Linked DNA regions of Ovis aries: region 2 is linked to region 1. A link is a contact called in public Hi-C data. All regions are on one chromosome and are shown on one strand. The core of a region is the stretch at or near the end of the contact, and the rest is flanking DNA. Distances in the headings are between cores, read along the strand shown. Region 1 holds the start of SUSD6 (sushi domain containing 6). Region 2 overlaps SUSD6 (sushi domain containing 6).

Region 1 (5,896 bases), core at 2,612-5,111:
CATGGTGACTTCTATAGACACACACATGCTGGTAAATGTTTACCAACTTGTTCTGGGAGATGGGGGGTGGGGCGGATAATTTGTAGTGTTTACTAATTTCTGTGACGTAAATACTTTCACTCTGATTTCAGTTACTAATGAGATGTCACTGAACCTGGAATTGGGAAGAGATGCTAAATAGCACAGTCGTCATCATGCATATGTGCTCAGTAGTGTCTAACTCTTCGCAACCCCGTGGACTGTAGCCCTCCAGGCTTCTCTGTCCATGGGATTCTCTAGGCAAGAATACTGGAGTAAGTTGCCATTTCCTCCTCCAGGGGCTCTTACTGACCCAGAGGTCGAACCCCTGACTCCTGCAGCTCCTGCATTGCAGATTCTTTACCTGCAGAGCCACTGGGGAAGCTCAAATAGCATAATATGATATAGGATTTCCAACATACATGCATAACAGATGTAAATAAATGTGAAAGCACAGATAAGAGTACAATGTAGTAAAATTAGGAAGTGTTATGTTTTGAGTGTGTGTTAGTTTAAAACTTTTGTTTTCATGTAGTGTAAATGCCATTATTCAGAGAAGGCAATGGCACCCCACTCCAGTACTCTTGCCTGGAAAATCCCATGGACGGAGGAGCCTGGTGGGCTGCAGTCCATGGGGTGGCTAAGAATTGGACATGACTGAAGCAGTAGCAGCAGCTTTCTTTATAGTCCAATTCTCACATTCATACCCAACTACTGGAAAAATCATAGCTTTGACTAGGCGGATCTTTGTTGGCAAAGTAATGTCTCTGCTTTTTAATATGCTGTCTAGGTTGGTCATAACTTTTCTTCCAAGGAGCAAAGAGCTTTTATTTCACGGCTGCAGCCACCATCTGCAGTGATTTTGGAGCCCCCCAAAATAAAGTCTGTCACTGTTTCCACTGTTTCCCCATTTATTTGCCATGAAGTGATGGGACCAGATGCCATGATCTTAGTTTTCTGAATGTTGAGTTTTAAGCCACCTTTTTCACTCTCCTCTTTCACTTTCATCAAGAGGGTCTTTAGTTCTTCTTCGCTTGGTGATGTCATCTGCATATCTGAGGTTATTGATATTTCTCCTGGTGATCTTGATTCCAGCTTGTGCTTCCTCCAGCCCAGCGTTTCTCATGATGTACTCTGCATAGAAGTTAAATAAGCAGGGTGACAATATACAGCCTTGATGTACTCCTTTCCTTGTTTGGAAACAGTCTGTTGTTCCATGTCCAGTTCTAACTGTTGCTTCCTGACCTGCATACAGATTTCTCAAGAGGCAGGTCAGGTGGTCTGGTACTTTCATCTCCTTAAGAATTTTCAGTTTGTTTGGTCAACACAGTCAAAGGCTTTGGCATAGTCAATGAAGCAGATGCTTTTCTAGAACTGTCTTGCTTTTTCCATGATTCCACAAATGTTGGCAATTTGATCTCTGGTTTCTCTGCCTTTTCTAACAGGTTTCTCAGGAGGCAGGTAAGGTGGTCCAGTATTCCCATCTCTTTAAGAATTTTCCAGTTTGTTAGAGGAGGAAATTGAGCAGGGAGGGAGGGTGTCCACCTTCTGCAGTGAGTTTGGATCTCGGAAATGTTAAAAAACAAAATTCAACCCAATAACTTTGAAGAATTAGTTGACTTTATTCAATGGCTCAGGAATCAGGGAGAATCCCATCTAGCTATAAGGGCACCTAATCCCAACTATAAGGGCACTCAGAGGGGCTGTACAAAATGGAAGGTTTTTTACGGGGGGGTGGGGGGGGAAGGGTGGGGCAAGGGACCTATTGTTAAAGAAAAGAAAGTGGTGGGGAGGGAAGAAGTGCCAAGGGTTTTATTACGCAGATCGTTTCTTTTTCTCTTGGGGAATAGAGAAGGTCCCTGTGACAGGTTATTATGTGACAGCTCCTCATTGGTGCTGACCAGAAAATTCCAAACTCGTTAAGATTACATTTATGGTAAAGATTGAAACTGCAATTCGGCTTGGTATTAAATCTAGCTTTGGAATCATGGGCTTTAGCACAAACGACGCCATTTTGGGCCTGTGGGTTTTCTCTTTTACAGAACTCAGGGAGGAAAGAAGGCAGAACAAGGACAGGCTTATGGAAAAGGAAGCAGCAGCGGTAATGCAGGGCCCAGAATGGGAGGGTTTCCTTGCTGCTGCTGCTAAATCACTTCAGTCGTGTCAGACTCTGTGCGACCCCATAGACGGCAGCCCACCAGGTTCCCCCATCCCTAGGATTGTCCAGGCAAAAACACTAGAATGGGTTGCCATTTCCTTCTCCAATGCATGAAAGTGAAAAGTGAAAGGGAAGTCGCTCAGTCATGTCCGACTCTTCACGAACCCATGGACTGCAGCCTACCATTCTCCTCCATCCATGGGATTTTCCAGGCAAGAGTACTGGAGTGGGGTGCCATTGCCTTCTCCAGGGTTTCCTTGTGATAGGTGTGTATGCTGGGTGGTGGACATTCTGCTTGCTTTATTTGAACTACCTCAAACATTTGACTGGTTAATCACAGCACTTTTTTAGAGAAGCTAGAATTGGGCTGGGTGAGAGGCCCTGAGAGAGTCTGCCTGACCCAAGCTGCAGCAGAGGCTCTGGGTCCAAGCCCAGACTTTGGCACTGCCTATCAAGTAGGAACGCCTCAACGTTAATTGAGCACCTCTGAGACAAGTATTGTTCAAGACCCTGGGGCGCAAAGATATAAAATCAAAACTTTTTGTCATTAAGGGGTTATTCTCTGGTGGCGCAGTGCTAAAGAATCTGCCTGCGGATAGAGGAGACGCGATTCCATTCCAGGGTTGGGAAGATCTCCTGGAGAAGGAAATGGCAACCCACTTCAGTATTCTTGCCTGGGAAATCCCATGGACAGAGCAGCCTGGTGGGCTCCAGTGCATGGGGTTGCAAGAGTGGGACACGACTTAGCTACTAAAACAGCAATAAAGCCCTGTAAACACAAGCAGAGGACTTATCTCCTATGGCCGCAGGGGGACCACCTACATATAGAGAGAGATGCTGTAACCATAAAGTGTTCAAACTGCTTGCATACTGTATGTTGGAAAATAGCCCTGGGAGACAAAGCTCAGGCTGGGAAATAAAGCCAGGAATGCGGCGAGGTACTAGGGCCGACACTGACAGCCCTCGCGCTGAACTTCAGTTTTCTCAACTTTGAGATCCGTTGCGTGTTTTTAGAGTGCCAAGGAATCCCTTTTAGGAAAGCCTGTTAAAATAGATTTTTAACCGGCTTAAAGACTACAGTCGTAGCCTTTTTGAATCAGAATGGCTGAACGAGGGACCCTTTTACACCCCTACCCCCGGGACAATGTGACGCTGGTAGGCTTCGCAACAACAACAAAAACAACAGCTTAGCGACGGGCCTGAAGAGGGATTCCTAAGTCCTAAGCTAAGGCAGCAGGAACGAAAGCGCCTAGTCGACCGGAGAGCAAACCGATCCTTTGCAAATAACAGTACTCCAAAAAACCAAACCATAGCCGAATAATACAAATAATAATACAAACAATAAGAGCAGAAGAACTGGAAAGGCTAAGCGCAAAGCCGTCGCAGTCAGTCCGCAACTCCTCCTCCCAGTCTACTCTAGCGGAGTCGGCGTGACGGTCCCTTTAAGAACTCCCTTTCTTCCTCGGTCTCGCCTGCCGAGGGGCGTGCGGGCCGGCCGGCAGCGCGTGCGCGCTGGCAGCAGTCTACCGGCCGGGCCTTTTCCCCAACGGGACGATCGCGGCGGCGCGACGCCGGCGCTCGTTACGTGCGCGCGCGTGGCCCCGCCCCTCTCCCGCCCCTTCCCCTCCCCCGTCTGCGCCCTCCCCCGTCTGCGGCCTCCCCCGCCCGCGCCGTACAGCTGGCCCAGTGACGCGAGCACTGCCACTGCTGCCGCCGCCGCCGCCGCCGCGGTGTTCCATTCTCCTCAGCCGGCGACAGTCTCGTCCCCCTGCCACCGGCCTCCTCCTCACGCAGCGCCGGCCAGACGACGGCACGCGCGCGGGGGCTCGCGTAGAGCCGAGAGGGCTGCGGGCGCGCGCGGGCGACGGAGCGGATCCCAGCGCCGCGGAAGCTGCGAGCGCCCCCCTCCCGGAGGTCGCCGCGCCGTCCCCCCGGTGAGTTGTCACCGCGGCCGGGGAGCGGCGGCGGGGCCGGGCATTGTGTCACAGGAGCGCCCGACCGGGCCGGCTGTCAGGGGCGCGGGGCCGGCGCGCACCGCCCAGGAGGGGGACGGCTTGGGGAGCCCGGGCGGCCGTCCCGAGTCGGCTGCTGTCCGCGCTTCCTGCCCCGGCGCCCCGGGCTGTCACCCCGACGCCCCGGGCGGCGAGCCCCGGTGCTTGGCGTGGGCCGGGAGGGCTGGCGGGGTGGGCTGTGAGCCGAGGCCGGGAGGAGCACCGACCGGCAGGCGTACGGCCGGGAGCTTGCTGGCCGGGACCGGGGCGCGCTGCCTAGGGGCCTCGCCGACCGTGCGGGGTCGCGTTCCGGGCCGGAATTCAGGGTGGAGACCGCACTTTGCAGGTCGCAGGAGAGGAGGTAGGCAGAGGCTTGCTTTTCTTTATTACTTGTTAACCGTTTTCGCGTCAGGGCCAACGAAAGCGGCGGGTCCCGAGCTGGGGCAGGGTCAGCTTAGCGATGGTGGACTTCGCAGGACAACCTTGGAGCCCAGTTGTGCAAGCCCCGGAGCTTTCTGGAGCTCCCGCGTCTAGTCTGGTCTTTAATCTCCAAAACTTCATTATTATCCGGGCTGAGACGCACCGAAACCACTTCCTGTTTGTGTATGTAGACTTTTTTTTTTTTTTTTTAATTTCTGGTTTTTAGAAACTCCAAATATTGGTGTCGGTCTGACCCTCCCACAGGGTTGTGACTGTGGGGGCAGCTGAAGTGAGAAAAGTTACCCCGTAAGGGAGGTCAGGAGAAGGAGGTGGTTTGGGGCACCGTGAGACCCAAGAGAAAAGAATCGTGGAAACAAATCTTTATAGCTGGTTCAAGGGAAGTTCAGCAAGGAGGCCTGATGCTGCTGTTCCCTAGAATCTCCTCTGGTGGCAGGTACTTCCTCTGGCTATTTCTCAGATCACTTGCATCCTTATCTCTTTCTTCCAGGTCCACATTGATGGTATGTTTGCACAACATTGGCTTATTCATACATTCTTTTCTTTAGTTTCTCGAAGTATTGGTGATATAGAATATATGCCAGGCACTGTGTGCTGGGTATTCGGGTTACTGCAGTGAATAAGACAGAACCCAGCCATTCCTTACAGAGTTCACAGTTTTTAAATCAACTCATTTGGGATTATGTTGGTAATTTTCACTGGTGGCCATTGCTGCTTAAGGAAGTTCTGCTCAGTGTGTTAATAGGGGACAGTACTGGTACAAGGCCTGATAAATAGAAATCCCTGTCCACAGAGTGGCTTTTTGGGTACTGTAGTAGAAGTGTTCTGTGAAACCAAACCTCACCTACAGTTAGATGAGGCGGGTCCCTGATCAGAGTAAGACATCCCAGGGCTCCCCCTCCACCGCCACCACCACCCTGCCGTGCTTAAACCCTCCGAGCAAACCTGTTGTCAGATGGCAGAGTTCAGCTTATTTGCTGGAGGCTTGCCTGCTCAAAGGTCACAATTTGGGCAGATAGAAACAAAAGGAAGAAACGTAGAATGAGCTGTTACAGATGCAGGCTGGCAGACGATGAGCCCTCAGCACTTTGGTCTCCTGGCTGGTCTCCACCATGTGGTGGTTGAACTTGTGCTGTCATGTAATGGTCTCTTCGTAGGGGATTTCCTCCCTTGCGATGGCCAGGGCAGCAATCTCTATAGCTGCCCCCCTCCACCCCCCATAACACACGTATGCACCCTCCAAAGGGAATTATTCACCTGACTTCTTAAAAGTAAGAACATATTTCAAGTT
Region 2 (6,459 bases), core at 3,215-5,714, 39 kb after region 1:
TTACATGCTGCTTTAGAAAGTTAGTGTTCCCCCGAGGATCCTGTCTTGACTCTCTTCTCACTCAGCTCTCTCACCAAGATGAGCTCTCATCTCTTTTGCATGCTTTCAGCGATCACTTTCAGGCCGATCACTCCAGGGCTACATCCTGAGTTCAGAGTACTTTGCAGAGTTTCATAGTCATTTCTAATTTGCCTGCTAGACCTTTCTACCTGGATATTCTCCCAGTACCTGTAGTTCAGTCCTTCCAGACACGACCTGAGCTGCATTCATCACGTGCTTCACAGCGCCTGCTTGTCCACATGTATTCTTTCCTCTCGTGGTAGCGTCTACCATTCACCCAGTCACAGGCCGGAAACCTCGGTGCCATCTTTTATGGTTCTCATTCATTGCATCCTATGAGTTTTTGGCATCCTCTGTAGTCTTTAGCATGCTATGAATGCTGAGTGAATAAAAGAAAGTGCCTATTAATATCATCTGAATTTAATTTCAGTCTAGCACTTCGATCTTGTTACTATACTCTGATTACACTCTTAACTTTTGGGGAGGGGCGTTAAATTTTTGACCACATTCAAATTATATTAAGGAGAAGGCACTTTTTTGTTTAAATAGACTGCTTTGCAGGGGGGATTAGTCATTACTAGAATTGGGTTGATTGGCCATGTGCTGTCTTTTAGGGCTCTCCGAGGAGCTGCACACAGGTAGAGATGAGGTGGATGAAGTCGCATTGTGCTGGCCCTGGAGGGCGTTGTGCTTCATGAACAAGGGCGTAGAGGCAGCAGATGTGTCCATGTTGTGGCTTCGGTGTGAGTCACAGCTAAGACTCTTCCCCAGGGAGCGGAGCATGCCCCTTTCAGCTCGTTGATGAATTTCCTTAATTGTGTTGTAGTGTTTCTAACATAAACGTTGAGGATATACTGGTAACTGTCATGCTTCTCCAAGTTGATCTCCCTTCCTTTCCATCTAACCGCCTGAAAAGAATAAAAAGAAGGGACTTATCTGGCAGTCCAGTGGTTAAGACTGTGCATTTCAGCGCAGGGGGTGTGGGTTCAATCCCTGGCCCTGGTCGGGGAGCTAGGATCCCACGTGCCTTGAGGCCCAAAGACCAAAACATAAAACAGAAGCAATACTGTGACAAATTCAGTGAAGACTTTAAAAATGGTCCACATCAAAAAAAGAAAAGAAAAAAAGGAGAAGGTGACTTAAAGAACCAGAGGATTTTGGAGCCAGAGAAGCTCTTCAGGTGGTGATCATCTAGCTCAGCCTTTTACATTTTCAGATTATGATGACAATAATAGATGGTGAAAACTAGAACACCTATTTTTGACGACTTACTGAATACAGGCAATGTGCTCAGTGCTTTACATGTAATTCCCATGTGATACTTAGACCATATGATATACTTACACCATACTCATACCATATGATAACATGTGTTACATGACATGATGCCTACAAGGTAGCTATTGTTAGTGCAAGTTTAAAGATAAGGATAATGGAGGTCCAAAAGATTGGATAACTATATTGGGGTTCATGCTGAAGCGGCTGTTGTGCAGAGAGGTGAAACATCATGCTTTTTCAAGGTCAGGTTTTCCAGTTAGAGGCAGAACATGAGTAGAATCCAGATCTCCTGACCTTGAACTCAGTAAGCCTGTATTTTCGTTTTCACCTGAGAATCCATTCTCTATGGTCATTTTAGCCTCATTTCTCGCTCAACCCCTTTTAATTTCAGTGAAATCAAATGAAACAAAGTAAGGAGTGGTTTAGAGTTGGGGGTTTTGGGTGAGTTTTTACAGTTTATTTTTAAATAGGCAGCATTCCCAGACTGACTGGGAATGTAGCAGAAGGCCTGAGAACCAGGCAGTGACACAGACCTGTTTATGCCCTCCCACGTGAGAGCCTTTGGAAAGCGATCCACAGGGATGGTAAAAAGCAAACACGACTGCTTCAGCCAGTTCTCTTGGGTTTGCTATTTTTGACCTGGAGGAGGTGTTTTCCTGCACAGCCGTGAGTATGTACTTAGAAGACCAGAATCTAGCACCTAAACATCCCCTGAGTAAAGATATATAGCTACGTTTATTTCCTGTTGCCAGACAGCAGCAGTCAGCAGCTCTTGGCAGAAAGAATTGTCACTGTTTAGTTTTTCCTCTTTCCCTCTGCCATCTTTTCGGTGAATTGTTCTTCCGTTTTTTTTTTTTTTTCTTTCTTTATAATTAGATCTGTGGATGCAGAATGGGTCAGAGAGCTCACTAAATCTGTGCATGACCGTCAAGGTCCAGCTCAAAGCTTCCTCTTTCACCTCCCCCTGCTCCCAACCAGAATCCTTTGTTCTTATGGCCTCTGTGTTCTCATAGCACTTTTTTTTTTAATTAAAAAAAAAAAACCCTAGTAACAGTTTCACAGTGCTCTATGGATAAACATATAATTCCTCTCATGGAGACTGTGAATTCCTTGAGAGTAAGAACTATGCCCCACGTCATCTCTGTGACCACCCAGGCCTTGCACTGAAGACAGCCAGTAAATATTTGCTGAATTGCAGTATAGTTACTGCAAACATAGAGCCCTAAGAAATCGGATTTAGCAAATCAGCGTCCCAGCTTTTATTTGCCAAGTGAGTATTGAAACCTGCTCTGCTCAGCTCTGATGGAAACCAAGCAGAGGGCTGTGATGACACGTAGATGCATCTTTGGGTCCAGGAACCAATTACAGCCATGTCTGTCAAGCATCTGTTTTCCTGACTGGCAAAACTTCAGGATTTATCTATCCGTCTCCCTTCCTGTTTTATATCTGCTGCTACTTTGCCATCTTGTGTTTCCTACACACATTATGAGGTTTGGGGTTTATCTTTATTTTCCGCTTCTGTGAACAAATAAATGTTGAACACTCTGGGGCACAGAAAGAGGCAGTTGGTGAGCTCTGCAGAAATTTACCACCTGCAGTAAATGTAGTATACAACAGTTAAGTAACTGTGAGTGGTCCACAGGAAAGGTTATGATCAGTTCTCCCAGTCTTCATGCAGTGATGCTGTGGCTTCAGAAGAGCTGTCCCATGTTGTGGGCTCAGTTGATGAGTTTTCCCAGAGGAGATGCAAATAAGCTTGACCTTGTATTGGGAAAAAAAGAGTAGGGAGCCCTCTGCAGTATGAAAGCAGGAGGAAAGACTTCTAGGTCCCTTTGATTGCATTTATCTGTAAAATAATGGCACAATGGCACCTATATAATGAGGTAATGAGAGAGAGTGTATGCGGGTGTGTGTATCTCAGTCCTGTAAACTCTGCCCTTATCCTGTCCTACAGCATATTTACGCTGTAGGACATATTTAGGAAAACCTCCTTGGTCCCTCTAGACACATATCACTTCAGGATGCTCACGTACAAGGTTATATGATTTGGAGGGAGGCATGTTCAGTTCCTTAAAAATATATTTTTAGAACTTCACGGGAGAGACCTCTGGAGGTTTACTTGTTTAACCTCGTGGCTCTTCTTTCTTCTAAACTAACTGTGTTTTGGGCCTTTTCTCAGGACAACAGTGTCCTTTGGGAGTTTCGTGTGGGCTCAGTCACAGCCTGTTAGAGCAGGAAGGGGCCTCCAGCAGTGCTCATGTGAGGGCCCCGTATTCCAGATGCTGTTCTGATCCTTCACGTTGATTCCGTTTCCACCTCCCAACAGCCCAATAAGGTGGGTATTATTTACCCATTTTGTGGATGGGAACTGGAAATAGTTTGCCCTGGACCACCTAATTAGCAATGTCCACGCAGACCAGAGGTTCTTACCCAGTCTGCTGGCGTCTTTCCATGGGTCCAGCCTCTCTGAGTGAGACGAACAGGAAACTGTTTCAGTTTTTCTGATGAGGAAGCAGAGGCATCGGGAGGCAAAGTCTCTGTCCTGGTTCAGGCCGTCAGTCCAGAGAAGAGATACTTTCCTGCCTTCAGGGTTGGAAATGGATGGCCTGAGCCAAGGCACTCTGCCGTGTCTCTCATTTTCCCTGTCCTGAGTCTGTCTGTGTTTTTTTTCCATCCTTCTCTCTTGCATTTTTCTATTTCTCTCTGGGCCCCTACAGCTCTGTGGTGATCCTTGCCTGTGTGTGTGTGGAGGCTGGGTTTTTTCTTGTTGTTGTTAGTTGTTTGTTATTTTTGGAAAGGGCTTTAGGAACACTGGGTATGGATGGCCTGTACACATGTGGTGATGGATTGATTAAGCTCTAAATGGAAAAGCGGCATCTCCTGAGTTTGTTGCAGTGCAGAGGGAGGTAGATGCTAGGATATGTCTGCTCTGGGGAATAAAGAAGAAGGATTTAACATTTCTTCCTTCTAGTCAGAACTTTTGTTGACTTCTGTTTCAGAGGAAATACTTCGGGGCTCCTCCTTTTCCTTAGAAGACATTCCAGATCGCTTAAAACTGAAAGGACATTGGGGGATCATCCAGGCCCATGCGGTGAGTGCCAGGAAGAATGAATGACTCATCTGAGGCCCAGCCACTGCTGGTTGGTGGTGCTAGGACTTGAGGGCTGTCTCCTGCCTGCAGGACCAGGCTGCAGTCATCCTGCTGGGTTCTAGAAAAGAGTCATTAGAGGTGATTACAGGGAAGAGTCCATGTATCTGCTGATGTTCCTGCTGTCTGAAGCCTGAGGAACAGGGTAGGGAGAACAAAACAGCAAGAGGCTGTAGTGAGCAGTTTGGGCAAGAAAGACAAGAATACGGGGATATCCGAGCAATTCAGAAAAGCCTCCCGTACATGCCTTACCCTGGCTTCAGTGGTTTCTGAGAAAGTGAAAGGGTTAGTTTCTCAGTCTGACTCTTTGCGACCTCATGGACTGTAGCCCGCCAGGCTCCTCTGTCCATGGAATCCTCCAGGCAAGAATACTGGAGTGGGTTGCCATGCCCTCCACCAGGGGATCTTTCTGACCCAGGAGTCGAGCCTGCATTGCAGGTGGACTCTACCATCTGAGCCACCAGGGAAGCACCAGGAAGTTTTTCTGAGAAAAAACTGAGGGTTATTTTTGTGATTTGTAGGAGGTAAATTTTAACAAGACTCTGATGTTTGTGTCCTTTGGACTTTGACCTTGTTTGTGTCCTTGACTGGAGATGAAAAGGAACTGGATAAAGTAACATTATGACTCTCAAGGATCTCAGAGTCCAAAAGACAACTTCGTGCCTATTGAAGTATTCAGCTGTTGGTGGCATAAAAGAAAGGGGAAGATACAGAGGTTAGTAAGATAGGAAGGAGCCGTTTATCCCCAGGGAGGGAAAAAGTGAACTGAAGACATCTAGAAGTAATGTAATTTTGTCATTTTATGGGGGAGGAATGGGAGGCATTTAGGTATCTTTTGCTGCTTCGGCCCAGCCAAATCAGGATGAGTGAGAGTGAAGCCGGGAGAGAGGGAGAGGCAAGGAGGGCCCCACGGCACACTCGCTGCTCTTATCACACCCTTTGAGGAGCTCTGAACTCCACAGAGAGCTAACACTTATTTCCTGTACAATCTGAAATGCAAGGGTTAAATTCTGTTCTGACTTCATGAACTGTTGTCTTCCCCCCATCACACGGTAGTATGGGGGTTGGTGAAGATGGTTAATCAAAGGAACAAACTTATTCTAGATTCTCCATCACCACCATCCCCTTTCCAGACTAGGCTGAAGCAAGGAAAGGATTTCTGTTGGTCTTACCTATTCACTTACCCCTTATAACTAATGGAGAGATGGCCACGACTTAGGAAATAATCTGTCCTGAGTGACTCATGTAAACTGAGTCTGAGCCGTAGAGAAACCCAGGTAGCCTCTGGGAGGCAGGTGGAGCTGAGTCAGGACCCTTAGCCTCCACAGAGGAGGGATCAGTAGAGTGTGACCTGACCGCGCCTCCAGCAGGACTGTGACATCCTCCACCTGAGGAGCAGGGAGAATGGGGCCGTGCGTGCAGGAATGGGCCCCAGGCACAGGGGCTACTAGGAGCTGGGCCCTGGGTGCCCTGGCTGTTCCAAGGTTCCCCCTTGCTGCTGCTGCCGCCTGTCTAGGCTGTGAGCCATTTTTCAGGGTGACTCTTAGGATACCTTTAATCTTAGCAGGCTCTTTGGTTCATCTGGAAGCATCTATGGCAACAACAAGTAAGCAAACAGTGTGAATTCGGAGCTCGTGTTACAGGCTGTCCTCAGCCCCAGAGGCGTGGCATGCTTATTGTCATCGTTCTCATGAGCAGTCTTCTCAGGTCACCTTCTGCTGTCTTGGCTTAGAGGCTGAGACTGTGAGTAGAAGGCCTGAGTCTTACCAGTTCACAGAGGAAGCAGTCCCTTCCATTTTGTCTCTTTCGAGCCTTAACTAGAAACTAGTGAGATAACTCTGGAGAAGGCAGTGGCACCCCACTCCAGTACTCTTGCCTGGAAAATCCCATGGACGGAGGAGCCTGGTGGGCTGCAGTCCATGGGGTTGCAAAGAGTCGGACACGACTGAGCGACTTCACTTTGGCTTTTCACT

Evidence for each region. A called contact is a pair of places that touch in the nucleus more often than the background predicts.
Region 2: a contact with region 1 is called in a Hi-C map of liver, with 2.4 times the contacts expected there. The contact joins the enhancer-like site here to the promoter of SUSD6 in region 1. A contact is called at or near these places in 6 of 16 Hi-C or Micro-C datasets (blood, hypothalamus, liver and 3 more).

The regions. Positions count from the first base shown.
Region 1 is chr7:79,457,770-79,463,665 of ARS-UI_Ramb_v3.0, forward strand. SUSD6 (sushi domain containing 6) reads left to right here and starts at 3,862. Exons shown (of 7, transcript XM_060418213.1): 1 at 3,862-4,110.
Region 2 is chr7:79,496,462-79,502,920 of ARS-UI_Ramb_v3.0, forward strand. The region is part of intron 1 of SUSD6 (sushi domain containing 6); the gene reads left to right. Among named protein-coding and RNA genes, the nearest start is that of SUSD6, 38 kb to the left of the region's middle. Within about 2 kb of position 4,465, at least 14 of the 54 cell types and tissues checked have an H3K27ac peak or open chromatin away from gene starts, as enhancers often do. A contact at or near this core is called in liver, where this site is marked.